Linked DNA regions of Mus musculus: regions 1, 2, 3 and 5 are each linked to region 4. A link is a contact called in public promoter capture Hi-C data. All regions are on one chromosome and are shown on one strand. The core of a region is the stretch at or near the end of the contact, and the rest is flanking DNA. Distances in the headings are between cores, read along the strand shown. Region 1 holds the start of Cd200r1 (CD200 receptor 1). Region 2 holds the start of Gtpbp8 (GTP-binding protein 8 (putative)). Region 3 holds the start of Zdhhc23 (zinc finger, DHHC domain containing 23). Region 4 holds the start of Cfap44 (cilia and flagella associated protein 44). Region 5 holds the start of Nepro (nucleolus and neural progenitor protein).

Region 1 (6,112 bases), core at 1,175-3,674, 370 kb after region 4:
CTTGAGATTTTTCAGAGAGAAGCGTTTACAAGATGCACACGTGCCTCTCTTATAGTGGTCATGTTCGTTGTACATCTTCAGAGAGAACTGAAGTGGTAGTAAGCTTCTGGGGCCTTAATGTAAATACCTGTTCTCCTTAAGAAGAGAAGGTGGGGCTTGGGAAAGTTGGGTTGTGGGACTTGAGGGCAGAAGGTGTGAAGAAGTAGAGAGACAAAGTAGACTCTTGGTGAGCCTACTTTATGAACTCCATGGTGTGGAAGTTACTGAGTCAACTCTTACACAGCTGGTTAAAGACTGTGATTTGTTCTCAGATGAGCACACAAGGAGAGAGTCTGAAAGATCACTGCTTGAAGGGGTGGGTGGGGCTGTGAGGGGCAGGGCTGTGAGGGGATGGGAGCTGAACCTGAAGAACTCAGCCAGGCCATTGGCAAGCATGAAATCCTTTGATTGGACACTTAGAAGGTCTCTGAAGCTTAGCTTCAATTTTTTTTTTGTTTTTTTCGTTTTTTATCATTGTTTGTTTTATATCATTAAAACAAATGAAAGTAACTTAAAACAAAAGTAATTAAAACAATTTCGAGGCTGTGAATGTGGCTCAATTTATAGTGTCTTGCCTAGTATGCATGAAACCATGGGTTCATCCCCAGGACCACATAAACTAACTGTGGTAGCACATGGCACAGTATAATCTCAGCATTGGGGAGGTGAAGACAGGAGAACCAGGAGTTCCCAGTTATCCGTGGATACACAGAAAGTTTGAGTCCATCCCATCTCAAAAATAAATAATGAAGAGAAGAATAAAAAAAAAAAGAAAAACAAAATTAAAGAATTTGTTCTCTCTCTGCTGTGTGTGTGTGTGTGTGTATGTTTGTGTGTGTACATGTACATGCCATCGTACAAATGTGAAGGCTGGCTATGTTATCTCACTCTACTTTGATGTAGTTGCTGGGGACTGCAATCAGGTCTACAGGCTTGTGTGGCAAACACCTTTACCTACTAAGCCATTTCGCTCCCCTGATCATCAAAACTTTTTGATGACATGGACAAAAGCTCATGCCATTATAATATCAAATAGAAAAGAAATACAGACACAGCTAAGAAAATGAACCAGTATCATTGAGGTTGCTTGGCAGAGAATTAAGCACTGCTCAGATTGTCCTCAGAACCTACAGTGTCAACAGCTTCTTGTGATGGAAAAACAGTATTTAAATTTAAATGACATGTCTTCAAGTCTTTCTTTCTCTTAAGGATCTTATCTCCTTGTTCCTTTGAATCAGAATGGTGCACTGAGAAAGCTTGAGAGGTGGAGGAGGGTAATATATAGAGTTTAATGTTTGGCAAGAGGGAAGAGGGAATTGCTAACTTTGAAAATTCGTGCTGTTTTATCTTTTTTTCCTGTTGACAATGTTTTCTTCCTCTTCCTGGAGCATTTTGCTCAGGGGTAGGAAATTCTTACCACAGAGGTTTTTTGGTTTTTTTTTTTTTTTTCCTTCTTCTCAACTGTAATCTAAGTTTATACTAACTAGTAACATTACACAGAATTTTTCTGGGAAGTTAGACTCTCAGATCTATGACAACTCAAAGGCGGTTATCTGTGACTACAACAACCTAACTCCTCGAAAGTCAAAGAGAATGGAAATTCAGTACTGAGCCTCCCACAGAGGTCTGCGACTGAACGTTCACTGATGTGGCAAAAGGGACTATGTGAATGTAATTAAATTAAGGATCTTCGGATGAACAGACAATGCTCATTGGACAAATTAATCGCAAAGGACCTTGTAAGAGGAAGGCAGAAGGGTCATCATCAGGCGATCAGCTATGGCAATGGAACACAGGTTAGAATGATGTCCGATGGCCGCAGGCTAGAGCGCAGAGACATCTGGGTGCTGGAAAAGGTCGTGTCTCCAGAAGAAGCAAAGGCCTGGCTACGCCTTGATTTTAATCCCATATCATGACGTTCAGACTTTTGACTCCCGGGCAGTGCATTAGTGCTGTGTTTAAGCCTCTCATTTTGGGATTGTTAGGGTAATAATAGAAATAATAGAAAATAATAGAAAAACGCATTTGATGCTCCCAGCATTATGTGTGGGGTTCCAGACTAGATAGTAATCTCACCATGGCATTTTCAAGTAGAAATATTTATTCTGCATTAAAGACTGAGGAAGGGTATACACACTATTATTATTATTATTATTATTATTATTATTATTATTATTATTATATTGGAGAACTTTCCAGAAATTCATTGTGGTTAGGAAATTTACAAGCACGCGGCGAAAATCGATCGATAACCCTCTTCAGTTTTGAATGGAGGTTTAGACACATCCATCTGTCTTGGGCATGTTCAGAGCCTTACTGTACAGTTTATCTGTGAGCAGCAGGAGAAGAGAAAGAGCCAATGGGCTGAAAGTAACCCACTCAGTCAGCTTCCTCTGTCTTTGCTTCACGGTTCTGCACAGGAAATCCATTGCTGTGTCAAGTCCCAGAGAAGTTTCTTCTCTTCCAAGCCAGACTAAAGCACGCGAGTGGAAGGAGTTGGCAGGCAGGACGGGGCTGCTCCCTGCGGATGGGTTAAGAGGTGCGCTACCACGCAGAAGCCAACCCGAGAGAAGAGGGATCCGGGTTATGGTCACTGCTGCTCCCTTACCTCTGAGGAGAAAAAGTACCGAGTGAGCGGCGGAAAACCAGAAAACCGAAATGTTTTGCTTTTGGAGAACTTCTGCCCTAGCAGTGCTCTTAATATGGGGGGTCTTTGTGGCTGGTGAGTCTGAAATTTTTTGGGGGGTGTGGGTGGGGAGAATGACTAAGGGAGGAGAGACCTGTTCTGCGCAGCATTTAAGCCTTGTCCCTTTTCGCTGGGTAACGCAAGCCAATTTCTGTTGTAGAGATAAGGGTTGCTCCAGATATGGGTTACCTTGTCACCTCTACTTTCTGCTTTGTCTGATTTATTTTTGCTTTGTGTTCTATAATGTCCTCCACTGTCGCTTCCTCATCTCCCCTCCCCCTTCAGGACAGGTCAGGATAAATTAAACACATATTCATAGCAATCAAAATGACATGGGGGTCTCTGTATCTTCTTCTTGGGGAAAACCAAAAACCAAAAACCAAACCAACAACCAGCTATCATCTCTGGTCTCCCTCGCCAACAGTGTAAGTTGGGAACGTATCTTTTTTTTTTTTTCCTGACACTTTTCGTGACTGCAGGCTTTACACATACAGTTACACTGGTGTATCTGTGATGTATATTTGCCTTTATCTTGAAGATATGTGGGCTACAGGAGTCACTTTCTGAATCAGGAGGTGCACGCCTCAATGTCTGCAGTTTTGTAGGAGTTCAATAGAATTTGGGGCTACCGTGCGGGTGTCCTGATTTCACTGTAGAAGGGTGGTGGGAGTTCGTGTAGGAGGCTTTTTCATGTTTCACTTTTAGTAGCTGCAGTAGCTACGAGGGAACAACAGACTTAGCTCTGAAATGTATAGTTTAACAATTTAAAGGAGACACGGTATTTCTTTCCTTTCACCAGAATTCCTTTAAAAATCACATTTTGGTCTATCTTCCAGAAAGAGAACATCACATGATAGTCTTACTGGTGAGCACACGTAAGATAACTATGATCCACCACTGCACCCTTCTGCTGAGAATTTTCAGTTATCTGTTCTTTTTGATGTGCATAGCAAGCCATTGAGGTCAGGATGGAAGAAAGCTCCGTTTCACATAGCTAGAACCTAAGCTTAGGGCGGTGAAGTGCTTTGTCCGCAGTACTTATTTCCATAAGCACCACAAAACATTGGAGTGTGCAGTTTACCCGGATTGCTTTTCACTGAGAGGCACCCATTGTAGCACAGCTGAAAACGCTAAGCTAATTATTTGTTTATAATTTGAAGGGGGGGGGAGTGTCCTGAGTCTTTCAGTAGTTGGGCTTCTCTAGAAAGCCTTTAAAGTCTGTGCAGGATCAATTTGACAGGGAAAGCCCAGTCAGGTTGTGTCAGGTTGTGTATTAGTAGATCAGACAAAAAAGCAACAAAATGGAAACATAGCAGAGTTTGAATTTTGAAAGCTGAAAGGTCCTCCCCCCCCCACCCCCCCTCCCCCAGATAGGGGTTCTCTGTATAGCCCTGGCTGTCCTGGAACTCACTTTGTAGACCAGGCTGGCCTTGAACTCAGAAACCCACCTGCCTCTGCCTTCCAAGTGCTGGGATTAAAGGCGTGCATTGGAGACACTACGTTCTCCAAGTCTCTGAAATCCAAGCTGGCATCAGAAAATCATCAAACGTTTAGAATGCCAATCAGTAAATTACTTCTTTATACACATGCTTTGACATGACAAGTTCACCAAGAATGACTTAGGATTGTGAGTTGAAAGCCAGCCAGGGCTGAGACTTTATGGCTTCGCTTAGTGCTGCTGCCGACAGGAGTAGCTCCCTCTGTGTAAGATCCATTCGCACAGGAGAGAGGGCAGGGCATCAGGGTGAGTGATAGATAGAATGCTCTTGTTTTGCCTATTTACTTTTAAATTTTACTTTAAACTTCAAACCCTGTGGTGTTTATTTAATAAAGCACCCGAGGGGAAGTTAACAAGAATCTAATCTTGTGCGTGGCTGAACGACCTCCATGTTCACAGACTGTGGCTTTTCTTTCTCCTTATTTTGTCCCATTGTCTTCAAAGTTCTTATGTTCAAATTATAGTTTCATGTCCTGATTGAGATCACCCCACCTTTTATTGAAGTTGCTGGTTTTGCCAATATGAGTTGCTAACAAGAAAAAGGAACCAACAATCCTCTACTGTTTTCTTCCCTAAAAGAATTTTGACTCATTTTCCTTGCCTTCCACTAGGGGGCAGGTACCAACAGGAGGAGACACACTGAGCCCTATAGAGATTAAATGCCACATCAGAAAAGCAAGGAACAGGCCTCATCGATTTAACCCCTTTCTTCCTTTTTAAAGTTTGTGCTAACTATACATTTGCCAGTTAGCATAACACATAGGTGTGTTTTCCTTTGGACATTAATGTTCAAGATTCTGGCGAATAAGAATACTAAGAGGTGTGTGTGTGTGTGTGTGTGTGTCTCATGTGCAAGAATGCTGACTAAAAGTTCCCAGCAATCTAAATGAGGGAGATGAAAAAAAAAAGAAATCCTTAAGGAACATTGTAAGTCAGAAAATATTGAAGTAAAAAATGTGAGGAATATTAAAACCATAGTGTGTTGAGAATGTTAGTTTTTTTGGGGGGGTGTTTGAGACAGAGTGTTATAGAAGAGTGGGCCCTGACCCACATGTTTTGGCAGACAGATAAAGAAGATAGATAGAGAAGGAAACTGGGAGGCAGGGTGTGTCACCGAACAGAGAGACCCGGAGGTTCTGTGAGACAATGAGATCCAGCTTGCACGAACAATGTGCTAAATAATAATAATAATAATAATAATAATAATAATAATAATATAATAAAGGATGAGGCTGCTTTCTGAGGCTCGTTAACAGGGAGAGAATATGGATATTGTGCAGTTGATGGTGAGGCCGTCTATTAGCTTGTAAGGAGAAGCAATAATCTCAGGCAGTAGTTTTGGAGAATGTGACAGAGGGATCCTGTTGATTGGCAGTCACACTTTGGAAAGCTTGAATTAGGAGTTGAAGTAGTAGAAGGTTCTGTGCTATGGCATTCGTGGCTGCGAAGGGAACTGTAGAGGAAGGACATGAAGGATGGACATGCCTATCCACCCTGGGGAGAACAGAAAGATCTAGAGTTTGCGCACCATATAGAAAGCAGATGTTCCCTCAAAGGCAAGACAGACGGGCAAATGAGAGATGAAGCACTAGAAATGTTTGTCTTCAGTCTGGGGAGCCATAACTATCTCTGTGTAACAGCGAGCAAGTTCTAGGAAGAGATGGGAAAGGAGACAATATCACCTACAGGGACTATGCTTAGCCTTAACTAGAAGGAAAGAAATGTTCTGAGCTTGAGAAATTAGTTGATACAGATCTTAGATTAGGTGAGGCCAGCTCAAAATGGCTAGAACAAGGTGGAATCAATGAAGGTACTCACTGTGATAAACTAACTTCTCAGTATGACCAGGTGAATGTAAGCTGATGTTGCTACCCAACAAAGCCATCCAG
Region 2 (6,216 bases), core at 874-3,373, 350 kb after region 4:
TAAAAGTGCTGATCAAACATTTATTCTATCACAAAGATTCTTATAACACCCAGATCCGAAGTCTGACATTCATCCTCTGCAGACTAGTGTTTCTGTAAACCAAGATGTTTTTGCATGTGCAGTTTAGTGTCCTCATAAATAATTTTTAAAGAATGTACAACCCCACAATTACAACAGTGAAGTTAAAATTGATGCAAAGATAACACAATGTGGCTACTTGCGCTTTTGCATTCATGAAACACGTAGGAATCAGAAAAGGAAAGACAAACTAGAGTCAATTGTTTGGTATAAAATATCAAAGGAGAGGGCTTTTCGTAAGCGATGATTAAGTTCTTGGTTAGCGTCTTTGTCTGTTAGAAAGTGTTTTTAGAGTTGTGTATTTGAGAATGAAAAGAATACACCTTCTCTATCATTCTCTTATACAAGAGTGGGATTCGTTCTGTCTAGAATTCACCGTTTAGCTGGCTTCTGTGGTGAGGAGGAAGAGTGGTGAAGGATGGAATCCCTGTGATGAAACCAGAGACGCTACTCCATGAAGTGGGAAGGAGAAAGCTAGCTTCATGAAAGGGCTTAAACTTTCGCGGGTGAAACAGTGAGGGTCACAGCTGGTGGAAGTGTTTTGTCAGATGGACACTAAGGTAAGTGGGGCCAGCGGTGAGATTTCGGAAAAGGTTCTTTTAGGTACCAGTTGGCTGCATCAATGAAAAGGAAGGAGAAGAAGGAGAGGATAGCAGAAGGGCAGAAGATCAGAGCTATCTGTGAAGAAAGGCACAGAGTGGCCTTGGGTAAAAGAATACACACATCTGGAATATACACAAGAATATAGAGGACAAAGCAACTTAAACCCTTTTTTCCCTACAACCAATGTAGAACTAGACATTCATTATTATAGAAGAAAACAGCAATAAAATACTTAACTTTGTCAACTAAGGAAAAATTTAGAACAACAATGCTTTCCTTTAGATATTGGCAAGACTACTAAAATCAATTCAGCTATACTTTTGTTTTTCTCAGAGAATATACAGACATTAATGATGTCTTACCTTATTACATATTTTTTAAAAAAATTCTTCTCTAGGAACTTAGCAATTATGATCTCTTGCATCTGCCAATACTTAGGTCTCATTTTATAAATTCAAGAGATACCCAGCATACCGGTTTTTTTGAGATCCTGACTTCTACATCAGGGGCCAGGGAAAATAAGGCCTTTATCAAAGAGGATTTTCCAACATTGCTTCGGCCTATGAAACACACCTAGTATGAGAGAGAGGTAGGGAGAATGGAGTACTTAGTATTCTCAGGGCTGAACAGTGGCTTATTTATTACATGTTGTACTTTCGGGGTTGGAGACGTGGCTCAATGGTTAGGTGCGCTTGCTGCCAGAGGATTGTAGTTCAAGTCCCAGCCAGCACGTATGGCTGCTCCCAACTGCCTGAAACTCCCGTTCCAGCGAGCACTGATGTCTTTTTCTGGGTTCTGAAGGCAACAGGCATGTGGTACACAGACATACATGCAGGCAAACCCACATAAACTAAAATGAAAATATAAAAGCACGGGCGGCTCTTCCGGAACACCGGAGTTGGATTCCCAGCACCCACACTGCGGCTCACTGCGGTCCTCCACGGGCACCGCACACGAGTGGCGCATCCACACGGAGTGTTTTCTTTTGCTGTTACGAGCTCTCTCGCTGGGTGACAGGAAATGAGCACAGGCCGACTCAGGCTCTCGCACCTACAGTAGACCCGGCGGTCAACCTCACCTCCGGCTGCTGCAAACTCGGGGCGTGGTCGAGGCGGACGGCGGAGCTGAGGTACTCGATGCGGTTCCGGGCGGTGGCCTCAAAGATGCTCTCCGCCCGCCCGATGTCCTCCAGGCTCGGGTCGAAGAGTCTCTGTTCGATAAGGCCAGGCCCCGAGTCCGCGGCGAGGTGCTGCCCCAGTTCCCGCAGCGGGTACACTACCTTCGTTAGCTGTTTCTGTGGCAGCCTTAGCACTTCTGCGAAGGCAGGGGACGTGCTGTAAACCCGGGTCCAAGGCCCCAGTGCTGGCGCTTTCTCAAGGAGCCTTCCCATTCTATGACTCAACCTAGCCGCTGCCATTTTCCTCTCCCAGAATCCTCGCGACTGGATTTTATTAGTAGGGTCTGGACAGCGCCAGACAGAAAGCTCGCTGCCGCAGCGCCTGCTGGGAATTGTAGTTTTCTAGGGTCTCCTCACCTGCTCAAGCTTCTCACCACCTCCGGGCAGAAAGGGGGAAACCCCACTGACTTTCTTTAACACCTTGGCTTTACCAACTATGTATCAGATTGGCGTGTTCTGGTCTTCAGCGGTTTCCAGATGCGAAAAACTTACCTTGTCCTGTGATCTTTGAGTCTCAAGGGAAGGAACCATAGGGACAAACTAGTGGATTCCAAGCCCGCTTTGCCTTCTGTTTCCGGTCGTTTTATCGTCGATTGACATTTATCATAAGTTCACGTCACCGAGAAAAACACGTTTGCAAAATTAAATAAGCTGGTGAGAAATGTGGTTGGAATTGCAACTCGTTTTCAGAGAAGGGACGGTATCTCTCTGACAGGCAGAGCGTTGGAGCAGCAGTTGAGAACTGACAAAGATCCATAAACCAGAAACAGAACTGGGAACAACTGGAGTCCTTTGAAGCCCCCAAATACACACCCCCTTCCTCCAATACAGTCATACCTTCTAATCCTACAAGGCCCCACTTTCCAACCCTTTCCAAACAGTTCCCTAAACTCGGGAGCAACTATTCAAATGGCTCATGGGAGCCATTCTCATTTAAACCACCACAAGCATTTAATCATTCCGTGCCCTGTCACTCCATTATTTTCTTTTTAAAGCATCTGCATATAGCAGGCACATAAACTTTAGAGTCAACATATGCTGTGTTTTCCATGGACACTTGTAATCAAACTCTTCCCTAGTCTCTACTGTAGGCAGAAGATCAAAGAGCCAGAGCCAGGTTGACTCCATGACAGGCTGTAAACTGGCAGTTTGGGAGTCTAGGCCTATTTCTGTTTCCCAGAAATGAGGACCCAGATTCAGGAGCCCATGGCCATCCAACCACAGCTGCAGACAGCCAATCCAAGGGTGCCTTACCACCTTGGAAAGTCCCCAGAGCCCTAACAAATCACAAAGGACTCATATCCCTGGAGATAGAGCCAACTAATCAAGAAAAAACAAAAGATAAAAGACACCCACTGCCACCCTAACAGGCTTTAAACTGACCCTGCAGAGCACACACTGGTGTCTCCATTCTTAAATGGAGCGACCTTTGCATGCCGAATTCTGCTGAAAGACGCTCTTTGCTGTTGCATATTATTTGAGTCTGGGGTCTCATTCTCTGGGGGTTCTCAGACCCTAACATTAGCATCGTGTTCCCAGTCCTCCTTGTCTCTCACCTAGATTATTGGCATAGCTTCCAAAATCTAGCTGTGTATCATTGCTTGTTTCTCCTTCAGGTATATTCCCAATGTAATGGCAAACATGATCCTGTTAAAATGCAAGTGAAAATCCCCAACATCTTCTAGTCTCAAATGTAACGTAGCCCACTGATGTAAGAAGCAAATATGCCCCTGTGTTGCTGCATATGCCTGTCTGGAATGCTTCACTTCCAGATATTATTACACGCCTTGTTTCTTTCCTAGTTGGGCTGTTTGTGATCATCCTTCAGAAGAAGTGGCTTTGATTTTGAGAACTGAAGCAGTTCATCACAGAGTTAACACATAAAAAAATTTAGTATGATGTAGACAGGTATTACACACTTTGTATATAATCCTTATAGGCACTTGTTTGTTTGTTTGAGTTGGTTTGCTTTTGAGACAGAGTCTATTACATAGGTCAGACTGGCCTCAAATTCGTGATCATTCTGTCTGAGCCTTCAGAGTGATGTACTACCACACCCAGATTTAGAGCTAAGATTTTTCACTAAAATTCAAGTGACTGAAGTGCTGTGACTATATTCTGCCAGGCTTAGCTGATAAGAACAGGAAGAAGGTTGGTAGATCAGTGAAGAGATTTTGCCATTCTTACAGATCATCACAGTTATTTTTCCATTGTTGTCTGTCTCTGAAACGAATGACTGATTCCAAATGACCCTGAACGATGTAAATCCAGTAGGTATCAAGTTTAGGGATTCCATCTGATCCAAGAAGAAGGTAAGCATTGTAAGGCCGAGGCAGGTAGACAGAATCATGGATATCAGAGAGTCAGCAAGTTCAGAACTCACAGAGATCAAGTGTTTTTGGTTTTTGTTAAGTATAGAATAGAGTTTATTCAGGGCATGGGAAATGGGGAGGGGAGTTGAGAGGGTAGTAGGGACCGAGAAAGGCAGAGAGAGAGAGAGAGAGAGAGAGAGAGAGAGAGAGAGAGAGACAGAGAGAGAGACAGAGAGAGAGACAGAGAGAGAGACAGAGAGACACACAGAGAGACACACAGAGACAGACAGAGACAGACAAAGACAGACAGAGACAGAGAGACAGAGATGGAGAGAGTCAGAGAGTCAGAGAGTCAGAGAGACAGAGAGAGAAAGTAAAAAAGTAGTGGCTGGCCATGAGTATGTGGAGAGAGGGGAGAAGGGTGAGAGGACAGAGCGGGAGTAAGAAGGCAAGAACAAGAGAGCACAGAGAGCAGCTCTTATCTAGTTTAGACACACCATACTTTGAATGGCTAGGTAGAAGTGAGATTAGAGACATTGGGAAAACTAGCTTTTGGATATTGGGAAAGGTAATAGACTAGTTAGTATTCACTGTTTGATTTTACATAAGATCCTTTCTTGCCTTCACTTTCCCCTTCTTTACAACAATAATTACAATGTACTTGTGACAACACTAAGCATAGCACTGGAGTCTGGAATGGAAGTATTTGGGAGGCAGAGTGAGGAGGACCAGAGCTTAAAGGCATTTTTAGCTACCTACAAAATTTGAGGCCAGCCTGGACTATATAGAGCCGGTCTGAAAAAAATTATTGAATATTTTCTAGAAAAGGAGTTGATTTGAGTACCAAGTATCACTTATGAAAAAGGCCTGATCATATCAAAATGAAGATGGCTTGCATTGGGAAGGTAATAGTAGGGTTGAAGAGGGTATTATATGGGGAGTGACATGGAAAAACTTCCATACATAAATTGCCTGAATTGTAATAGCAACTGTCAGGATAAATTATTTAAGTTTAAATTTTATTTTTATCTTTGTGTGTGCGTGTGCATGTGCGTGTGTGTGTGTGTGTGTGTGTGTGTGTGTGTGTGTGTGCCTTGTATGTATCGATTTCAGCAGAGATCAGAAGAGAGTGTTGGGTCTCTTGGAACTGGAGTTACAGGAAGTTGTGAATGTCCCAACGTGGGTGCTAGAAGCCGAATCCAGGTCCTTTGGATGATCAGCAAATGTCTTTAACCACTGGGCTATCTCTCCAGGGCAATTAACAGTTTTCTTTAATTATATTTAAAAAAAACTTTGTGCCACTTTCCTATTAAACAATTATATAAGCTATTATTCACATTGACCCAGGTTTGTGACTCCAATGCATGCAACATGTTACATCACTTTCTACCTAACTTATTCTATGGGTACAGGTTATTGTATGTGAGAGTCACTATATTATTATCTCAAAGAAATAACAGACATATTTCTCATGACCATTTTGTGTAGTTTATCAAATCATTGAATTTTATTTATATCTATCTATATTTATCTATTAATTTAATATATCTTAGTAATGTTTCTTTTGACAATGTCTCCAAAGAACTGTGTGTGTCGTTTTTGTTGTTCTTTTTTTCTCTCTACGAAGTCTTTTTGAGCTTCCTTTAAGATTGTATCTGCCATGCTGACAAATTTCTCTAAAGAGATTTGGAGATTAAATATCAAATACTAGGTGTGTAGGAGGTGAGTTCTTAGAATGATTTGGGTTCTGGAAAAAAAATAAAAATTTGTTTCCATCAAGATTTTTTTCAATCAATAGAGGGCAAGTTGCTTTAGATAATATTCTCCCATTATTAATTCTTGTATATTCATTCTAATCATTAGTTTGGAACTCTTAGCCATATATAGTCTTTGCTTTTGTATCAGTAAAAGGTGTGTGTGTGTGTGTGTGTGTGTGTGTGTGTGTGCACTGTAGTGGTTGAAAAAAATCAGGAGTTTTCCTATTCTAAGTAATGACTTCATTATCATTCTAAACTGTATTACTTATTAGGCAGAAGTTTTTTTTTT
Region 3 (6,206 bases), core at 1,278-3,777, 410 kb before region 4:
ATTAAATATTGGAGGTTGTTAGGAGGTACGGGGTATGTTTTTCATGTGAAGACATTCTTTGGAGGGGGCAGAGGTAGACTGCAAATGATCCAATATTAGTGGCTAAAATTCATGTAGTTCAAACCTAACTCTCGGTGCAATCTTATTCAGAGGTGGGGCTCTTGGGAAGTGTGAGGTCAACAGAACACACTGTGGATGAGATTAACATCCACACAAAAGAAGACCAAGAAAGGCAGGGTTTTCATCCATTCTGCTGGGTGGGGATACACTGAGCAGATACCACCCATGAGGAAGAGGGGCCACACTAGATACTAAATCTGCCAGCACTTGGACTTTGGGTTTCTCCACCTTTAGAACCGTAGACAGTCCACTTCCATCACTTGTAATGTACCCACTCTGAAGTATTTTGTTGCAGCAGCCTAAGTGGACTAAGACAGGCGAGAAAGAAAAGGTAGTTTAGGTAAAAATAACTGTAGGCTTTTTTTTTAAAGGCACGACACACCTTAAAGTGAATGGGAGATATCACCTGGAGTCAGAGAGTAGTAGGAGTGGTGGGAACAGGGCAGCCTGTCTCCAGGAAAAAAGATAGGGCAGAGGAGAGAACTCAGGACAGCTCAGGCCCCAAGGGCTAGGAGAGAGGAAGAGTTAGCAAAGTTAGTGGCAAAGCCATGGTCCTTCCTGAATGATGGCCATTATGGAACTGGCATACACTCTCCATTCCTTAGTGCAAAGTGCTCTATTTTCCTCAGGATGGATTTTAGACTAAGTCTCAAGAAGCTATATTTAAGGCTACCTATTTAAAAAGAAATACTATAGAAAGAGACAAGGAACAAAGAGGTAATGGGCTTTACCAGTCAAGAGTGACAGAAGACTGCAGTGGTCCCCATGCAAAGCTGTTCTTGGCCTGATTAACAATCTACAGTCACCATGACTGTGTAGCCAGAAGGGACAATTTCTGGGAAAAGCTTGTCTCCAACATCCCTCTTCCTATCACTTTATGCCTTCCATAAGCAGATGTTTAAAATATATATATTTAGAAAAATGGCTAAAAGCAGTTTATTGCTGCTTGATACAAACTGGTTTTAACAGAGGTTAAAAACTCTCTTTTTAGATAGCAATCTCCATCGCTGAGATTGTGGTAAAAGTAAAGGCCAAAGATAAGACAATATTCCAACCAGGACTGTGTTGCTACACACAGAAAAACAGTCACTCCCCACAAGGTGTACATGGCCTCTCTCTCTGGAAATACAGGGTGAACTGAGAACAGAGAAGCTATCTTTTACCCTTCAAGTTCATGTGACCACGTGAGAACAACCCCATGCATGGGTCCTACTAAGATCACTGAAAATACAGAACTTTCTGGAGTGTCCATTTAAACTTGCAGTGTGTGTGCTGGATTGCGTTCTTATATACATCTAATCTACCCTACTATCCTCCATGATCCTTTAAAATGAAAACTGTTAAAATCCTCACACCTGACAGCAAAAAACCAATCCTCTATTTTAGATCCTTTGGAATAGCAAGAACAAACCTCAGCATTCTGGACGGCAAACCTGAAGGAATATATATACATATGTAGGTCTCAACAGAACCAGTGGGGTCAGCATCTGGAAACTGTAAGCTTACCTGTCACAGCCTTCATCGAGGTCTTGACAATCACACAAACAGGCAGCCACGTGGTTCTTTTCCCCATTTCGATCTATGTATTCGCAACAGCACAGGGGCTCCAATTCAGGTTCTTCGGTTTTCTTTTTTTTGACTGGCTTCATATTGCCCTTTAGTGTACGGATTTGTACCTGTCACCATGAGGCATAAGAAGCTCACAGAAGGTAAAGGTGGCAAGAACTCAACTCACATCCTGTAAACACATCCTTGCTTCTCATTAACGCCAACGCCTGAGCAATAAAAAAATGAAAAGGGGGGAAGGGTCCTGCTTTCATCAGGCTTTTCGGGCTCCGCGTGGCCTGACAGGAGGGTTCCTTGACTTCTGGGGCTCTGAGCACCTTCCCCTCCCCTTCCCAGCTAGGCTAGCAACATCTGGGCACCAGCCGTTCCCATGGCGACAGCCGACCACGCGGCCCGGGACAGCAGAGCTAGGGCGGCCCAGTTCACCTGAGGGTGCCGGCTCAAAGGGCCGGGCTGTCCCCACCCCAAGGCTGCGCGCCGTGGAAACTCACCCTCGCAGGTGCAGGCAGCGACGCCCTGGCGCTGCAACCACCCACCGGCCCGGGGATGCCAGGAGCCCCAGCAGCCCCGAGGTCGCCCGTCCAGCCCACTCCGAACCCGCCGCTCCGAGGGCGTGGGCGGGCCTGGAGAATGACCTTGGCGGGGAAGTTACCTGCCCTCCCGACAGAGGCGGGGACCGGGAGGAGGACCGACTCCCCTGGGCGCGGCTGAGCCTGCGACCCCGCACGGCAGGCTCGGGAGTGCCGGGCGGAGTCGCCCACCTGTGAGCACCGCCGGTGCGCGCGCCTGCCGAGCGAGCCAGTCGCCCCCGGTCGCCGCTCCGCAGGTCGGCGCGCGCTTCCGGGTGCCCCGCCCCCGGCGCCGGGATCCCGCCGCCCGCACGTGCGCCGCCTGCCCACGAGGCCCCTCCCCCGCCGCGCTCCGGCCGGGCCACCTCGCACCTGCGCCGGGGCCCTCGCGGTGCCGCCGGGGTGCGGGATCGGACCCCGGCGCTCGCGCGCCGCCAGAGTTCCGCCGGTCGCCTGCGGTCCTCCAGCGCCGGCAACAGGCGTTGGGGTTCGATCCGCACCTTGGCCGCCTTCAGAGGTGCCACCCCACGAGTCGCCCGCCTTCCCTTGAGGCCCGCTGTGGACCCCAAGCCCGGCTTATCCAACTTGTTCTCGCTCGCGAGTCCTGGAGGATGGAGCTGCTTTCCAGCCAGGCCTCGGTGGTACTTTTGATTCAGTAGTCTGCACATTTGCAATGAAATTGCCCAAGAGAGTCCCCTCTGGGTTTGTATTGCAGCACAAATCTGTAAGAACTATGGGCCTACGTACAGGTTTTCCCTACCCCAGGCTTTCTAGGTTTTGGTTTGGTTTTAAGCAGAAACAGAAGAAAAAACGACAACTTAAACATTTCCGGTTTTATTGAAGTCAATCCATACATAACAGATTAAGATCTCATTAATTCTACGTACATATTTAGTGTTTTATCTACAAAGTGACGTTGGTAATCTTTGAGGTATATGGTGAAGTGCTTTAAGAGAAACCACAAAAGCATTCACTTTGACAGTTAACATTTTTCTAAATTTAACAATCTGAAGTTTCTAATCCAGTCACTCAAACTCACAGCCAGAGACTTCCTATGTTCTTATCACAAACAAAACAGAACAGAACAGAACAGAACAAAACAAAGCAGAACAGAACAGAACAGAACAGAAGGTATTACTCCGAAGCCCCCTGCCCCAGGGAGATTAGTTAGGATTCATGAAGAGAAACCCTTCCCTTTAGCCAGTATTTTTATTCCCTACAGGCGTCTCAAAAACATTGTTAGCAATGACATTTGGCTTTGGTGACACTGAGGGAAAGGAAACATTGACTAAAGGCAATGGATATTCAATAAAAATAAATATATGTGCGTGTTCTAGAAAGACAGCTAGAGAACAAAACAATAAATACGTCCTGAACATTTCCTAAATCCCGGGGGACGCAGCTAATTTCAAGTCAAGTCGCCAAGTCCTTATTTTCACAAACCACTGGTGCTGACACAAGTGCCTGAGTGGTTTTCCCGAGAGCCCAAGCTTGCGCCTCTCAACTCCGGTCAGCTTGCATGCCCCCCAGTCTTTATTGCTGAGTGCAAGTTTGTGTCCAGCTTATAATTTGCCAGCAAGACAAGTTAGCTGCTACTGAAAAGTGATTAATTATTTTCTACCTGATGGGCCACCTCTATCATGGGTGTTGCTAAGCTGAATCTAAGCATTACTCATGGACTCAATTTGATCTGTCATGGAATGCCCAGATTTTATAATAATCTTACGACTTCTAAAACTGAAAGTAGTTCATTATGAGCATTGATGTCCTATATACTTCCTTCTCCTAAATTACTGTTCAGTCTTTTTGATATATAAAGGATAATCTCACCTTTGGTACTTATACGTACATACATATATGCACACACATATGTATATATATGTACATGTATATATGTGTGTATATATATACATATATATCCCTTCATTCAGATACAACATGGCCAATGACTCTTTCGGACATACAAAAGGTCTGACCATTGGCCTTGAGGCCAAGTCAAGGAAGGCACTGTAAAATTTAAAGATACAAGCCTGGAATGTATGCACTTGGAAAACGATCCTTTAAGGTGATAAATGATTGAGGGGTTTCTTCTTACCTTTTTAGGCTCTTAAACTCAGTTACAAACGCAGCCCCCCACCCCCACCCTGGGCACACAGGGACTCTGTGCTAACATAAATTTAAAGGATCAAGTAGCAAGCCTCACTATAGAAGAATAGCCATCCTACCCACAGTGCCTTCCTTCCCCTTTTGTGTCACAGAATTTCAATTCCAAAATATATTTCATGGTTCACTGGAGAAATTCACAGCTTAAAAGTATCTATAAGAAGTGAAAAGATAGAGTCTTAAGGCTATTGGAGAGTAGTCATTGAGTAAATGTTATTTAAATACAGCTTTCCTGGTAGAAATCCTGGTAATAAAAATATCAGAAATGTCCTTATGACAGTGACAGTCTTCATCCTCCGATTCCTTCCAGATGTTGCCTTCTAGGTCCAGATGTCTCTTTGGTTTCCACATTTCAGCACTAGCTCTCCACAGCCACCCCAGACTTGTTCTTATTTAGTAAATCAAAGGTTTTTTGAAGCATAATGAGTGAGCTCTTCAGCTGCAAACAAAATGATCAAGAATCAGACTTCAATTTTTGCCAATTACTTTACTCCAAAAGATATATGAGTATATGTATAAACATATAATGTATGTATTTGATTCAAACATCTATGATAGATAGATAGATAGATAGATAGAAAGATAGATAGATATAGATATAGATATAGACATAGATATAGATATAGATATAGATATAGATATAGATATGCTCAAATAAATTAGATCATCAATCCCTGATTCTCCAGTATGTGCTATATGAATTCTAGAGAGTTCTTACCAGGTACTAAGGGCCATATAGCCTTCCATGCAATGTACTTCCCAGGAAGCCTCTCTCATTATCCAGAGGGAAAGACTTGTTTTCTTAGACCTTCCTCAAGTCTCAGTAGTGTTTCCATTCTTCTCTGAACACATCGAGCCCCACAACTGAGCCATGTCTTCCTAATCCCCTCAAGATTCTCTTCCCAGTTCTGAAACGTACCTGTACCTACTGACCCCACGCGATCTTCCCCAAACGCCCTGCCTCTGAGCTCCCAGAGCACTACCAATTTCACACTTCTATACTACTTAACCCTGCACTTTTAAAAACAAACTTGAAAGCCTGTAGGGTAACTGACTTCTCTCATAAAATTGAAGCAACTCCAGACCAAGAAATATACCTTATCCCTTACTGTGTTGGTTCATTTGTTCATTCAATAAACCTGGATTATCTGTTTCAGGTTGGGCACGGTGCTAAGCATGGACCTCACAAAGCTGAGCCAGATGTTCCCAAAGAGCAAAGAGGCTCAAGGATAGAAGAATTTATGGAGGTGGTTACAGAGGAAGAGAGAAGGTTTCTCTTCTCTATAAGGCATGGTCATCCACTGAGTGAGAGAATAGCGTGAACCAAAAGAGAACGATGAAGTGAGAGAAGAGTTACTAAGCAACCATAGACAAATCGTGTCTAAAGACTGCCCAGCTGAGAACCTGCCCATTCACACCCCTGAAGAACAAACCGGCCTACCTGTTCCAACATCACTATGGAATCTTGGAGTACTCCTTTTAGGCGGTGGGCCTGATCTTTGTTCTTTTGAATATTTTCTGTTCTTGAGAACCTGTCAGAGACTAAACTAGAAGACAAAAAAAAATTTTTAATCATGAAAGCAGCTGCTTATCTTTTATTTACAGAAATTATTGTGCCCCATGAATTGCAAATAAAACACAAAATCAAACCCACCACCATCCCGCTTCATCCCTGGTGGGGTAATGTGGGGGAACTAAGTGTGTATGACAAGATATAGCAGGTCAAAATCTCTAGAGTTAATCTGTAGTGTTTTCTACAACAAAGGAACAGGCGATGGAGACGGGCCA
Region 4 (5,951 bases), core at 3,002-5,501:
CAGTCAACTTGGCAGACACCACACAGGAATCAGCAAGTGCAGTTCAATCCAGAAGAAACCCTCGACAAGGACGACCAACTGTAGCAGTGAATAGTTAATCTGCTCTGAGCTCCCCTGGTTGACCGTACTGGAAGTTCTCTGGATTTGCAAACGAAAGGACACACAACCTTTATATTTTGATATCCCTTAACTAGGTCAATGGATGGGCTAACCTCACTGTGGCTAATACACATTACCTTCCAGTATTCCTGAGTTAACACTTTCTAAATCTACATTTTATCTTTCCTGCCCTGTTTCCTTCTGGGCAGCCCTCCTACAAGGCCACTTTCCCCTTTACCTACATTTTGGCCATCTTATCCTCCTTCATGACGTGGTCTGTCCTATGCCCTCCTCATGGCAGAATCCCCTATTCTCCCCTCTTTGTTTCTTGCCCAGAAATTCTAAAAGTCCCGTCTTTTTCACCCTGCCTAGCCACTGGGCTCTGGCTCCTTATTGGTCAATCAAAAAGCAATTGAGGACAGGGACCCTCAGTGTCTAGACACATAGATTCCCGTGTGATTTGGGGAGCCAAATTAAGGCAAAGCATTACAACCAATCCCCAACACCAGCCCAAGTCTGCAGAAGCAGCAAGAAGCCACGGGTACCTCATGAAAAGTTGTTTGCTGAGTTTCTCTCTATGAAGTCACCACAGGTGAAGCTCAGCGATGCAGTGTAAGACGAACCAATGCATGCATGTCCTCAGCGAAGACTAGCGGGGCCGATGCAAATCAGTGCTCAAGCTCCTACTGTCCATGGGGATATATGTGTGTGTGTGTATGTATTTATGTATATATTCCTTCTAAAGCGTCACATGTGCTTTCATGTGTCTGCTTTAGCAAGACATCCTTTCACCTGTGTGCCCCAACAAAACATCACTTGACATAACCGACTTTCCAAAGAAACTTGAAGTTTCCACTTAAGCACATGTTTTTATGTTTTCCTAATCTTTAATTTTGGCCCCGTCCTCCAACATATACCTTTTAGGTCTTGAAAGTCATTATTTTCAATCTGAATATTTTATTTTTTCCCTCTTAATGCTGTTGTTGCATGCACGGGTGTGCATGTTCTGAATGTTCTACACACACACACACACACACACACACACACACACACACACACACACACACACGAATGGAGGAGAGACTGATTTAACAAGTTAAATCACAAAAAATTGAATTCTGTCAATATTTTAGACCTCTGCTTTTATCTAATCCACTGAGCTGGACTTATATATAAGACCTGGCTTAGAACAGAGCTGATCTCTGGAGTTAGCCGCTTCTTTTCTGTACTTTCCTATATGCTTTGAGGACAATTCTTTCTATGCATATAGATCCTCCCTTGATGTTTTCTGTGTCCCAACTAGTACTTCTATTTATTAGGACAAAAATGCAGAAATAAAACTGTCCAAATGTGGTGCCCTGCCTTAGGCATGTGGTCAAGAACCCAGTCTGCTAGACCCTCCACGGTTTTAGCCTTCATGGCTCATTGTCTCCTGGTTGCGGTCCAGTGCATACAGCTCTAAAGGTCTCACCCACACTGGAAATAGAGTATTGTCAGCAGTGCCTATTTCCTTTCCATTCGTGAAGAAAAACCTTCTCTAGAAGTCTCCAAACTGTAAGGAACTTGGGGGTGGGGTGTGGGTGGTTTAGTAAAACTAGAATCCTAGAAACGAGGACAAAGGAGAATGAACTGAGCTCTCAATTAGCTAGATTATGACTAGGAGAGTCAATGAGTCACTGATGGGAAACGTTCCTGCATGGATGCAAGCGAGGCTTCCTGGGCAGCTGAGCATGATGGGATATGAGCTTGAAGAAGGCACACGGCTGAGGGGTGTGCGCCCTCTAGGGTCAGACCTTGTGAACTGCTACATGTGGAATTGCAGTTGGCTCCGTGGCTTCATGTTCTATAAACTTTGGATATAAATTGGAGACTCCTGGGTAACTGGGGAAATTTCTTGCTCAATGGGGTAGGGAAGAAATGTCTGACCTCAGAGCATTATCTCTGGGTCAAAGGGGAAGATAACGGAGAATAATATTTGCTCTTAACTAGAGGCCACGAAGTTAAATGTCTTATCAAAAGATGTCCAAAACGGGCAATGGTGGCGCATGCCTTTAATCCCAGCTCTTGGGAGGCAGAGGCAGGTGGATTTCTGAGTTCAAGGCCAGCCTGGTCTACAGAGTGAGTTCCAGGACAGCAAGGGCTACACAGAGAAACCCTGCCTTGGAAACAAACAAGCAAACAAACAAACAATAAAATAAAATAAAATAAAAATCACCCTGTTCAGAACCCTGATACTTTTTCCTCGTGAATTAATAGTTATTCATATACCTCCTCAGCCTTAGTGTTGAAATTAATATTGTCTATTTGAAAACTGTATCTGGCTTGTAAAATTACGTGGGCCACCTCTACCTTTTAAATGCTGTAGTTACCATACAATGTATGTACAGTGAAATGCTTAGACCTTAATTTACCAGTCAATTTTAGGATGCATATAAAGTACCAATCCCTCTGACCTTGTATGTCCATCTCTGTCAGCCCTACCACCTGTACACCAGCAGGAAACACTATACATGTGGTTCCTGTCCCCAAAGATTATTTTGGAATTTCATATAAATGGAGTCATTCAGAAAATACAGTAATGCCCGAAATTAACCTGTAAGCCCCACCTGCCCAAGGACCAGGTAACTTCCTGGAATGCTGGGAGTTGTGGTTCTTGGAATATAATAAAAACCTCATGACACAGTACTGTGGCCTATGGGGTTGTCCTATAAACCCCTGCAATAGATGTCTCAGAGCCACTCAGCTGGGAAGTTCCAGGGAGTGGTCCTGACCAAAGTCCATCTCTTGGTCAGTATTTAATATTTAATAAAGCTTGCTTCAAGTTTGGCCTAAAATGGTGCAATTGGTTTTTTCCTGTTAAATCTCAGGATTAACAACAGTATCTTTATTTTGGCTTCTCACATTCAACATGATTTTGAGATTGACCCACGTTATGTGTGTCAATTGATAAACCTTTGTATTCTGTATTAGTATTTGATTGTATGACTGTGCCATAATTTTGTACTTAAGTGTCCCGATACCAAATGCCTGGACTTGTTTCCAACTTTAACCTGTTACAAATAAACATACTATGAAGGAGATTAAATATTTCATTTGTCTTAGATGCAAAACTAGAGATGAATTACTGCCTTACATAAGAATGCATGATTAAATTTCAAGAAATTAAGTGGTTTTCTGACATCCCATTTATACTCTCACTAGTCACACATACCTTCTCTTGTTACTACTAATCCTATCTAGTATTTGGTCAGTCTTTTTTTTCTTTCTCGGTGGCTGAGTTGTTGCATCTTAATTTGTATTTCATCCCTGATAGTGATGCCTTACCTATTTGGTCTGTTCATTGGTATTTGTATGCCTTCTTTCATAAAGTAGCTTCAAAACTTTTTGTTCAGTTTTTGTTGGGTTATTTGCCTTTTTATTAAAGGCATGAGCCGGGCGATGGTGGTGCACGCCTTTAATCCCATTACTTGGGAGGCAGAGGCAGGCGAATTTCTGAGTTCGAGGCCAGCCTGGTCTACAGAGTGAGTCCCAGGACAGCAAGGGCTACACAGAGAAACCCTGCCTTGAAAAACAAAAACAAAAACAAAAACAAAAACAACAAAACAAAACAGGAATGAGCTCGTCATATATTTTATATACAAGTCCTTTGTCCAATACATACCTTGCAGATTAAAAACAAAAACCCAAAATTAATCCTCTTGCTGCTGCCCACCTCCTACAGCAAGAATTCACAACACAACCCTTATTTACTTTTTAAAAAACACAGGTAAGCTTTAGAAAATACTCGTCTTCGATGTTGATGTATCTGGAAGCTGCCTTCTGCAGCCAAGACCACACCATTTTAAGTTTTGTTTTTAATTGGCAAATAATTGCCTTAGGACCCTTTGGCCGGTTTGGAAAGTTGGGCAAGTACCCAAATACTCTGTCATCTGGTTCATAAATTGTTGGAATGCTGGGCTTCTGTTTCCTGAGGGTGGGGGGTGTCGCAGTAGCTTCTTCCCCAGGGCACACGGACGACTCTGTGGCAACACCTCAGTTTAGGCAAAAACCTTGGGGGATGCTGCGCATGCGCCTAATAGCCTGCTGTTCCCCTCCCCCAACATCACTACCAGCAGGCGGAGGGACGTTGCTATGGCAACCGCAGTAAACGGAGTCCTTGGGCGGGTGTGACTAGAAACCAGCTGCTGTAGCGAACACCTCCGGTAAGTGGGCTCTTAGCCTGGGCCGGGCTGTCCCCATAAGTCTCCCTTAAATCTGGTAGCGACTCAGAGAGCAGTGAACTCCACCTTCTAGGTGGAACTAGTATGGTCCAATTTCTCTGGAACACTTCCCCGGTCCTCCTGTGGTAATTCAACGCAAACATCAGAAGCAACCAGTGCGGGTTAGACATGCACAGCTCCAGCCTGCAGGGAACTGGTGATGCAGGTTAAGAAGCAACCAGGTAGCCAGAGAAGTTAGGTCACCACAGAGGGAAGAAGAAAGCCTGCTGGAAATGTGCCTGGGTCAACAAAGCCACCCCTGCCCACCCTTAGCTGTGAGCCTTCTCAGTGGGCCCTTCTACACTATTTTCCTTATCTGGGGGGGGGGGGGGAATGGCTGTGTTTGCCTCCTAGGGTTCTTGTTAAGATTTAAATGCAGGCCAAGTGTCTCAGGAGTGCAGCTGAACGCTGGTAATAGGCAAAGGCGGTAGGGAGCGAGTGTACAGGGTATTCGTTAGTCATGAGTAGTCTTACTTGCCTGCTTAGTAAGACACCAGAGAAAAGGGGCCAAAGGGGAGTAGGAACAGAGTGGGTGTGAGATGCAGCAGCGATCTGCAACCTCACCACGAAGGGCTTTTGCACCGTGATGAGGGTTTGTATTGCATTCTTCTGTGATGGCAACAGAGTCAGTCACTCGATGACGAAGCTGTAACATAGTGGTGCTCTGGTAGCTCTCTCAGGAATACAAAGGGCAAGGCAGAAAACAGATTAAAAGATTGGCAAGGTGGCTCGATGGGTTAAGGCACTCGCCACCAAGCCGGACAACCTGAGTCCCATCCCTGTCACCTGCATGGCGGAAGGAAAGAATGTCCACAAATTTGTCTTGTGACCTCCACACATGTACCCACCTACCCACAAAGAAGATATAAATAAATGTAACGAAAAGCTGAAAATTTAAAGGTTTTGTTTACTCTTGTTTTATGTGTACGAGTCTTTGTCTGAATGTATATCCGTGTACCACATGTGTGCAGTGCTCACAGAGGCTATAAGAAAGTATTGACTGCTCTAGGACTGGAGTAAAGATGGTTTTGAGCTGCCACAGGAGTGCTGGAAACTTGACCCTGGTACTCTGGAATAACAGCCAGTGCTCTTAACTGCTGGGGTATCTCTCCTCTCCAGCTCCCATGAAAAGAAAATTTAAAGATAAAATGGATTAGAGAAACAGAGTAGGAGCAGAGGGTATCTGCAGTGACAGGGACAGTGAGCCTGGTACTTAAAGAGGTGAGGACAAGGGTGAAAGCATAAGTCTTCATAGCTGGCCATTTGGCAACGCGTCTTGGAAATAGATTGCATGAGGTGGGTGATAGGGAAGGACGAAATATCTAACTGCTCTTCTTTCTCACTTGCAAAATTGTGATATTAGCATCTGCCTTGTATTTTAAAAGCAAGTGAGATCATGTGTGCAGAGAATTTTAGACTTGTGTTTGCCATCAGATAAGAACCCCAACAACAAGCAAGCAAGCAAGCAAACAAGCAAGCAAGCAAGCAAGCAAGCAAGCAAGCAAGCAAAAAGACCCTACCACAAGCTATTTTTTTTCCTACCACTATATTTGACAAAGTAAATTCAAACTTGAGTTGGTTTCCAACATCAGT
Region 5 (5,730 bases), core at 3,227-5,726, 330 kb after region 4:
TTGAGCAACATTTTGCAATTACTTTGGAGTATAAGCTATTTCCTTTTGTGCCAGGCTTTGTACCTGGTTCCTCAGAACAAATCCAAACCTGCATCTAGATAGAGTCCTAGAGGTAATGAGAAGCAGCTGGGGTGGGCCTTGAGCTTACTGTAGGGTCTTCATATCAGTCTCTTCAGACACAGGCAGATAGGCAGTCCCAAGAGCTCAGCTTTCCATAAGTCCTAGTACGTGGTCTCCATACCAAGGTGCAAAGTCTTTCTTGTAACTAATCATCTTTGCATATGAGGCGTCTGAGCACACAAATGCTACTTTAGTTACAATTCTGCAACCCACAATGTTGTGTTTTGAGCCCCTGTGTGTGGGAAATTCTAACAAGCTAGTGAAGCGTTTGTAGTTACCCCGGCAGCTCTGGTTTGGACTTGAGCCCGTCTTGTCATTGTCTTAGGCTCTCCAGTTGTCATTGTCTTAGGCTCTCCAGTTGGTTCAGAAGCAACAGTGCTACCTACGCTTGGTTCCCTGTGAACTTCCGGAATTCTTCATCCCAGTCCACCTTACGTGATTAAGCATGAAGACCCAGCGTGTCACAGACTTATGTCCCATTGCCTTAATGAGAAAGATTGTGTTACAAGGTAATAATATGACCAGATCACTCAATATCCAATATTGAGGGGGCTGTTCCCTGGGACCACCTCTGGTTCCAAATATCTTATCCGTTAGAGCCCCTTAGTGAAAGGGAACTCACCAAGGAGGCACTGCTGGTACTACTGTGGGTGCTTCTGGGATCTAGTAAGAAAGAGTCAGGGATCAACTGCCAGTACAACGAAGAACAATGTTGTTAACTAAAAATAAGGGAGCAGAAAGGTAGTCTCATTTGAAGTTATCCTCCTCTAGTGGCCCATAGTGGTATAACATGCACTGCGGTGAGAGAAATAGGATTAGAGCCTTAATGAAGAGTCCTGAAAGTATGTGCCTCTGAATATACTGCCTCATAAGATCAGAGTGTCTCTCTCTCTCTCTCTGTCTCTCTCTCTCTCTCTCACACACACACACACACACACACACACAGTCTTCAGTGTTTTTCTTTGTTTTTTTTTTTTTTTAGTATTAAAGCATTTTTTCCCTCAACATTGTAATAATTTCTCAGTTTTAAAATAGAAAATAAAAAGTCAATGAAGAAAAAAGTCTGTCTTACTGATGAAAACTGATCACTGTTACTACCCTTTAAGGATTTTCTAGAGCATTCCACATGTATAAATGTATAACCTCAACAGATTACAGTTTTCTAAACTCCTTTCGAAAATATTTTAGGGGTAGGCAGTGGTGGTGCACGCCTTTAATCCCAGCACTTGGGAGGCAGAGGCAGGCAGGTTTTTTAGTTCAAGGCCAGCCTGGTCTACAGAGTAAGTTCCAGGACAGGCAGGGCTACAAAGAGAAACCCGTTCGAAAAACAAAAAACAAACAAACAAAAACCCCATATGAAAGGAAACGAAACCAAACAAAGGGGGAGGGTGGCTCAGTTCAAATCCCAGCAACCACATTGTGATTCACAATCATCTGTAACGAGATCTGATGCCCTCTTCTGAAATGTCTGAAGATAGCTACAGTGTACATATAATAAATAAATAAAATCTTAAAAAAAAAAAAGAAGAAAAGTCTTAGGGGACTGGTGAGAGGAGCCCATAGTTGGGCACACTTGCTGCTCTTGCAGAGGGCCTGGGTACAGTTGTCAGCACCCACATGGTGGCTCACAAGCATCTGCTACTCCACTTCCACGGAATTCAAGGCCCTCTTCTCACTGCCATGGGCATCAGGCAGAATGAAATGCACTCTCTTCTCTCTCCCTCTCTCCCTCTCTCTCTCTCTCTCCCTCCCTCTCTCTCTCTCTCTCTCTCTCTCTCTCTCTCTCTCTCTCTCTCTCTCTCTCTCTCCAGGCAAAACACCAGTAGACATTGGATAGAATAAAATAAACTCTTTAAAAAACCTACCATAATGTAACATATAACATTACTTATTATCTATTTTAATATTATTTATATTATAGATATTATTTATATTATATATAAATATTGCTCATATTTATTTACACTTAGGATTTCAAACCATTCTCAAGTATGGGCTTTGGAACAATCCATGGGAACTAGAGCAGCAGGCCTTAATGGCAGGGCCTATCATCACCCTTAGCCAATACAATTCCATTTTTAATATTTGCTTTAAATATTTGATATCAGCATAAAATTCTTAGAGGGAGAAAATTCTACTATCAAACTATTAGAAAACAACAAATTTCTTACAAGGTTATAGTGCAATCACTATAATTTCCTATTTTCTGCTTTCTTGCTATGTAGTCCAGATTGTAACCCAAACTCAAGGAAATCCACTTTACCCAGTCTGAGTGCTAAGATTACATGTGTGAAACCAAGCCAGGCTTATTTCTCATTTTAAGGAATACAAAAGAGACTGTGTATGTGTGTCTATATATGAACACGCACATGCATGCAGTAACAAAGGACATCATTTTTTCTATTTAATAGTACCTCACAGTTATTGTAATACTCATTTCTTGGATTATTAAGGTATGTAAGGTTTTACATATTTGGTGGCCATCTGTGTCTATGAGTCCTTCTCTAGAGTCTACAAGTTTTCCAAGCATGACTTAAAAACTATCCTGTACTTCTTCCATGTGCCCAGTTCCTAGAAGCTTCAATTTCAGTATGTATTGCTCATAGAATATAGAACACCATTCCCTTCTCTCTATTCTTCATTATGACCGTGAATCTTCCTTTAGGAAAACACAGACCTCTCATTCTTTCGTTCCTTATCTCTATCATTGCATCACAAATATATCTCTGTCTACAGCTGCCTTATCTTTTCTTTCTGGCTCATAATACAGCTTTTTTAATGTTCAAGTGGATTATTTTACTTAAACACTTGAGTCTATCTCTCCTTGTCTCTGAACAGGGGGAGATATTGCAGGATGCTATTGTAGTGACTTTGAACATGGAGGATGTGGACATGTGCCAAAGAATGCAGCAACCACTAAAAGTCTGGAAAAGTCAAGGAAACTCTTCTTTAAAGCCCTCAGAAGGAAACAGCCCATTAAACAGCTAATTTTAGCTCAGTAAGACTGAACTGGGGCTAGGAAGGCGTTTCAGAGGGTTGGGATGGAGAAGGGATGCCTCTGGGGACTGATCACCAAACACTGAGTTCCAGGATCAGCGGGAGAGCCTGACTCAGAAGCAAAGGTGGGTAGTGGTAAAGGAAGACCCTGACCACTACCCTTAGCCTCCAACGTGCACACACGACACATCTCCAACTAAAATATCTTCTGTCTTCCACAAGTCCAGAAACATTATGTTGATTCTGTTAAGTCTGTGGTAATATGTTACAGCCCAAATAGGAAACTAACACACAGGTAATTTGGTAGTGCATTAGAGGGGCATTTAAGTCGTTATGGTGTGAGGATAGTTTACGAAGTGTTATTAAAGATAGTGATCCCAGAGCTGACTGAAGAAGTGAGATTGTTTCAAAATGGTTCAAATGAAAGAGCAATTAAGCTGGGCAGTGGTGGCACACGCCTTTAATCCCAGCACTTGGGAGGCAGAGGCAGGAGGATTTCTGAGTTCAAGGCCAGCCTGGTCTACAGAGTGAGTTCCAGGACAGCTAGGGCTATACAGAGAAACCCTGTCTCGAAAAACCCAAAAAAACAGAAAAAAAAAAAAAACAAAAAAACAAAAACAAAAACGAGCAATTATCTGTAAGGAACACACAGGACAGAGAGCATCTCAGTAGGGCAAGATTACTTGCGTTAAATACGTCTAGTAAGAGTAAAAATTTGTACAGCAGGCACTGTTCTAAGAAGTCTTTACCCCCAAGCACACTGAGGTCTGAAGAAATTACCTTTTTGGGATAATATATGGTAATCCGCAGACATAATGAAGCAACTTGGCAGTCTCACTTAATGCCCACCAACTGCTCCTCTCCACCCTGCGAAAGAAACCTTATGAACAGAAGCAAGAAGGCCCCAAGGACTTAAAACGAACAATCACCAGTAATCAGTGATCAGAACCAGCAGAGCCTGGAATATTTTGTCGGAGAAAATGACGGTGATAATGGGTGGTCAAGACAACCTCTGGGTTTTTTGTAATTATTGAAGTTGAGCTATATCCAAGCTATATAGTTTTCCTTGACTACTCCAAATAAATCGTGACTACGTGACGAATGTCACATTTGCTGATATGATGCGAGTTCTTCTTTTCAAAATATCCGAGTAAGAGTTAAAAGGCTGGGCCTCACTCGGATCCATCAGTAAAATGCATAGCTTCGAAGTTGCTCTAAAAATGTAGGAGCCTCAGAATACTCTAACACGTTTCTCCTTTCCCAGCGGGTCTAACGGGCCGTGACTCCGCCCCGGGGCGGGCCCCACACCTCCGGCCCGCCCCGCTCCGCCCTCGTCCCCTCCCTCCCTCCCTCTCCTGCCCAGGCCGCTCAACTCGCTCACGCTCCGCTCGGCCTTCCCCGGCCCTCCCACGCCGCTCGAGATGGCCGCTGCGGTGCGGCCGGGTGCGGAGCCGTGGAACCGCGTGAGGATCCCCCAGGCGGGGAACTGCAGCACGCTGACCGTGCGGGACCCCAGCGCCACCCTGGGTGAGTGTGGCCGGCAAGGAAGTCCTAGCGTGTCTCCGGGAACCGGCGGGCGGGCTCACGTGGGACGGGGTGGGACTTCCTGAGCGCGGGGCACGCCGGGAAGGGGAGCGCCAGGCGGAAGGTCCGGCCTGGATAGTGTGGCATGAGGATTGCTGGCAAGCGCCTGGGCTTCGCCGTGACTGTGCTGGAACAGGAGAGCACGACTAGTCCCGGCCCTGCATGTGTAGCCCCCAAACGCTGCCTGGGTCCTGTGCTGTCCCCAAGGATCGGGGCTGTCACCCAAGTACCGTACGCCGGGGCTTCGGACCTCCGGCTTGTCTCTAAAATACAAGAGCTCGTTTTCCCCTTACTGGGCGAGGGAGTTACTCTGGTCTCTCGGTTCTTCTCAAGTGGGGAAAAATGAGATAGTTAGAGCAGTTTGTTTAGAAAACAGGGACTCGCAAAGAGATGTGTGTGGGGGTGGGGTCTGTGTTGTGAGTTTTAATTTAGTTTGTTAGTATATATGCTGTGGAGGTGTTAACCATATAAGAGGGATCGGGCGATTTGATTTACCCGCTCCCAAATCACGGGCCGGCTCTCGTTTGGAACGTTCTTCCCATGATCCTTTAGAAAAGCCTATTGGGTGGGTGGGACGAAAAGATGGGCCCATGCGTATGGCCAAGCCGAAATGAGGATTCTCAGGATTCACGTGGTAAAAAGCGAGAACCAACTTCTGCAAGTAATATGTTCTACATCTCCCCCTGGATTTAATGCTGTGCTACAACCCCGACCCCCCCAAAACGTAATAAAATATTCAAACCTAAATATTATAATGAGGTGGGGGTCTTTCGAATTGTGAGTTAATACCTGGGTTGCCTTAGTTTTTTGTTGTTGTTTTTGTTTTTTGAGACTGAGTTTTCTGTGTAGCCCTGGCTTTCCTGGAACTCACTCTGTAGACCAGGCTGGCCTTGAACTTAGAAGTCCCCCTGCCTCTGCCTCCCCAGTGCTGGGATTAAAGGTGTGCGCCAGAGCGAGAGCAGCCTACCTAAGCTTGAAGGATGTTTAATCACGAAGGGACATTCAGCTACCGGGAGACACAGCTACGAA

Evidence for each region. Promoter capture Hi-C pulls out the DNA fragments that hold promoters and counts their contacts.
Region 1: a contact with region 4 is called in a promoter capture Hi-C map of stem cell-derived epiblast-like cells, with 4 times the contacts expected there. The contact joins the promoter of Cd200r1 here to the promoter of Cfap44 in region 4. A contact is called at or near these places in 8 of 39 promoter capture datasets (cranial neural crest, frontonasal cranial neural crest, hematopoietic stem and progenitor cells and 5 more).
Region 2: a contact with region 4 is called in a promoter capture Hi-C map of cranial neural crest. The contact joins the promoter of Gtpbp8 here to the promoter of Cfap44 in region 4. A contact is called at or near these places in 5 of 39 promoter capture datasets (cranial neural crest, embryonic stem cells, liver and 1 more).
Region 3: a promoter capture Hi-C map of liver shows a contact between it and region 4, with 2.4 times the contacts expected there. The contact joins the promoter of Zdhhc23 here to the promoter of Cfap44 in region 4. A contact is called at or near these places in 7 of 39 promoter capture datasets (the 3T3-L1 cell line, hippocampal neurons, liver and 2 more).
Region 5: a contact with region 4 is called in a promoter capture Hi-C map of stem cell-derived epiblast-like cells, with 5 times the contacts expected there. The contact joins the promoter of Nepro here to the promoter of Cfap44 in region 4. A contact is called at or near these places in 23 of 39 promoter capture datasets (the 3T3-L1 cell line, 3T3-L1-derived adipocytes, the HPC-7 cell line and 14 more), 3 of 484 Hi-C or Micro-C datasets (cerebral cortex and embryonic stem cells), 10 of 115 datasets of contacts at active chromatin or transcription factors (astrocytes, differentiating embryonic stem cells, embryonic limb bud and 6 more) and 1 of 9 other capture datasets (adipose tissue).

The regions. Positions count from the first base shown.
Region 1 is chr16:44,763,312-44,769,423 of GRCm38.p6, forward strand. It overlaps Cd200r1 (CD200 receptor 1), which reads left to right and starts at 2,425. Exons shown (of 7, transcript NM_021325.3): 1 at 2,425-2,761. The coding sequence starts at 2,698.
Region 2 is chr16:44,744,240-44,750,455 of GRCm38.p6, forward strand. It overlaps Gtpbp8 (GTP-binding protein 8 (putative)), which reads right to left and starts at 2,124. Exons shown (of 6, transcript NM_025332.3): 1 at 1,760-2,124; 2 at 1,156-1,254. The coding sequence starts at 2,098.
Region 3 is chr16:43,977,282-43,983,487 of GRCm38.p6, forward strand. It overlaps Zdhhc23 (zinc finger, DHHC domain containing 23), which reads right to left and starts at 2,528. Exons shown (of 5, transcript NM_001007460.2): 1 at 2,178-2,528; 2 at 1,627-1,895. The coding sequence starts at 1,769. It overlaps Gramd1c (GRAM domain containing 1C), which reads right to left. Exons shown (of 17, transcript NM_001359085.1): 16 at 5,860-5,965; 17 at 3,069-4,857. The coding sequence ends at 4,777. Gm46552 (a long non-coding RNA gene) reads left to right here and starts at 2,592. Exons shown (of 2, transcript XR_001781930.1): 1 at 2,592-2,957; 2 at 5,576-6,071.
Region 4 is chr16:44,390,548-44,396,498 of GRCm38.p6, forward strand. It overlaps Cfap44 (cilia and flagella associated protein 44), which reads left to right and starts at 4,252. Exons shown (of 35, transcript NM_001033247.1): 1 at 4,252-4,301.
Region 5 is chr16:44,719,825-44,725,554 of GRCm38.p6, forward strand. It overlaps Nepro (nucleolus and neural progenitor protein), which reads left to right and starts at 4,477. Exons shown (of 9, transcript NM_145972.4): 1 at 4,477-4,644. The coding sequence starts at 4,539. It overlaps Gm30445 (a long non-coding RNA gene), which reads right to left and starts at 839. Exons shown (of 2, transcript XR_003951853.1): 1 at 743-839; 2 at 1-603.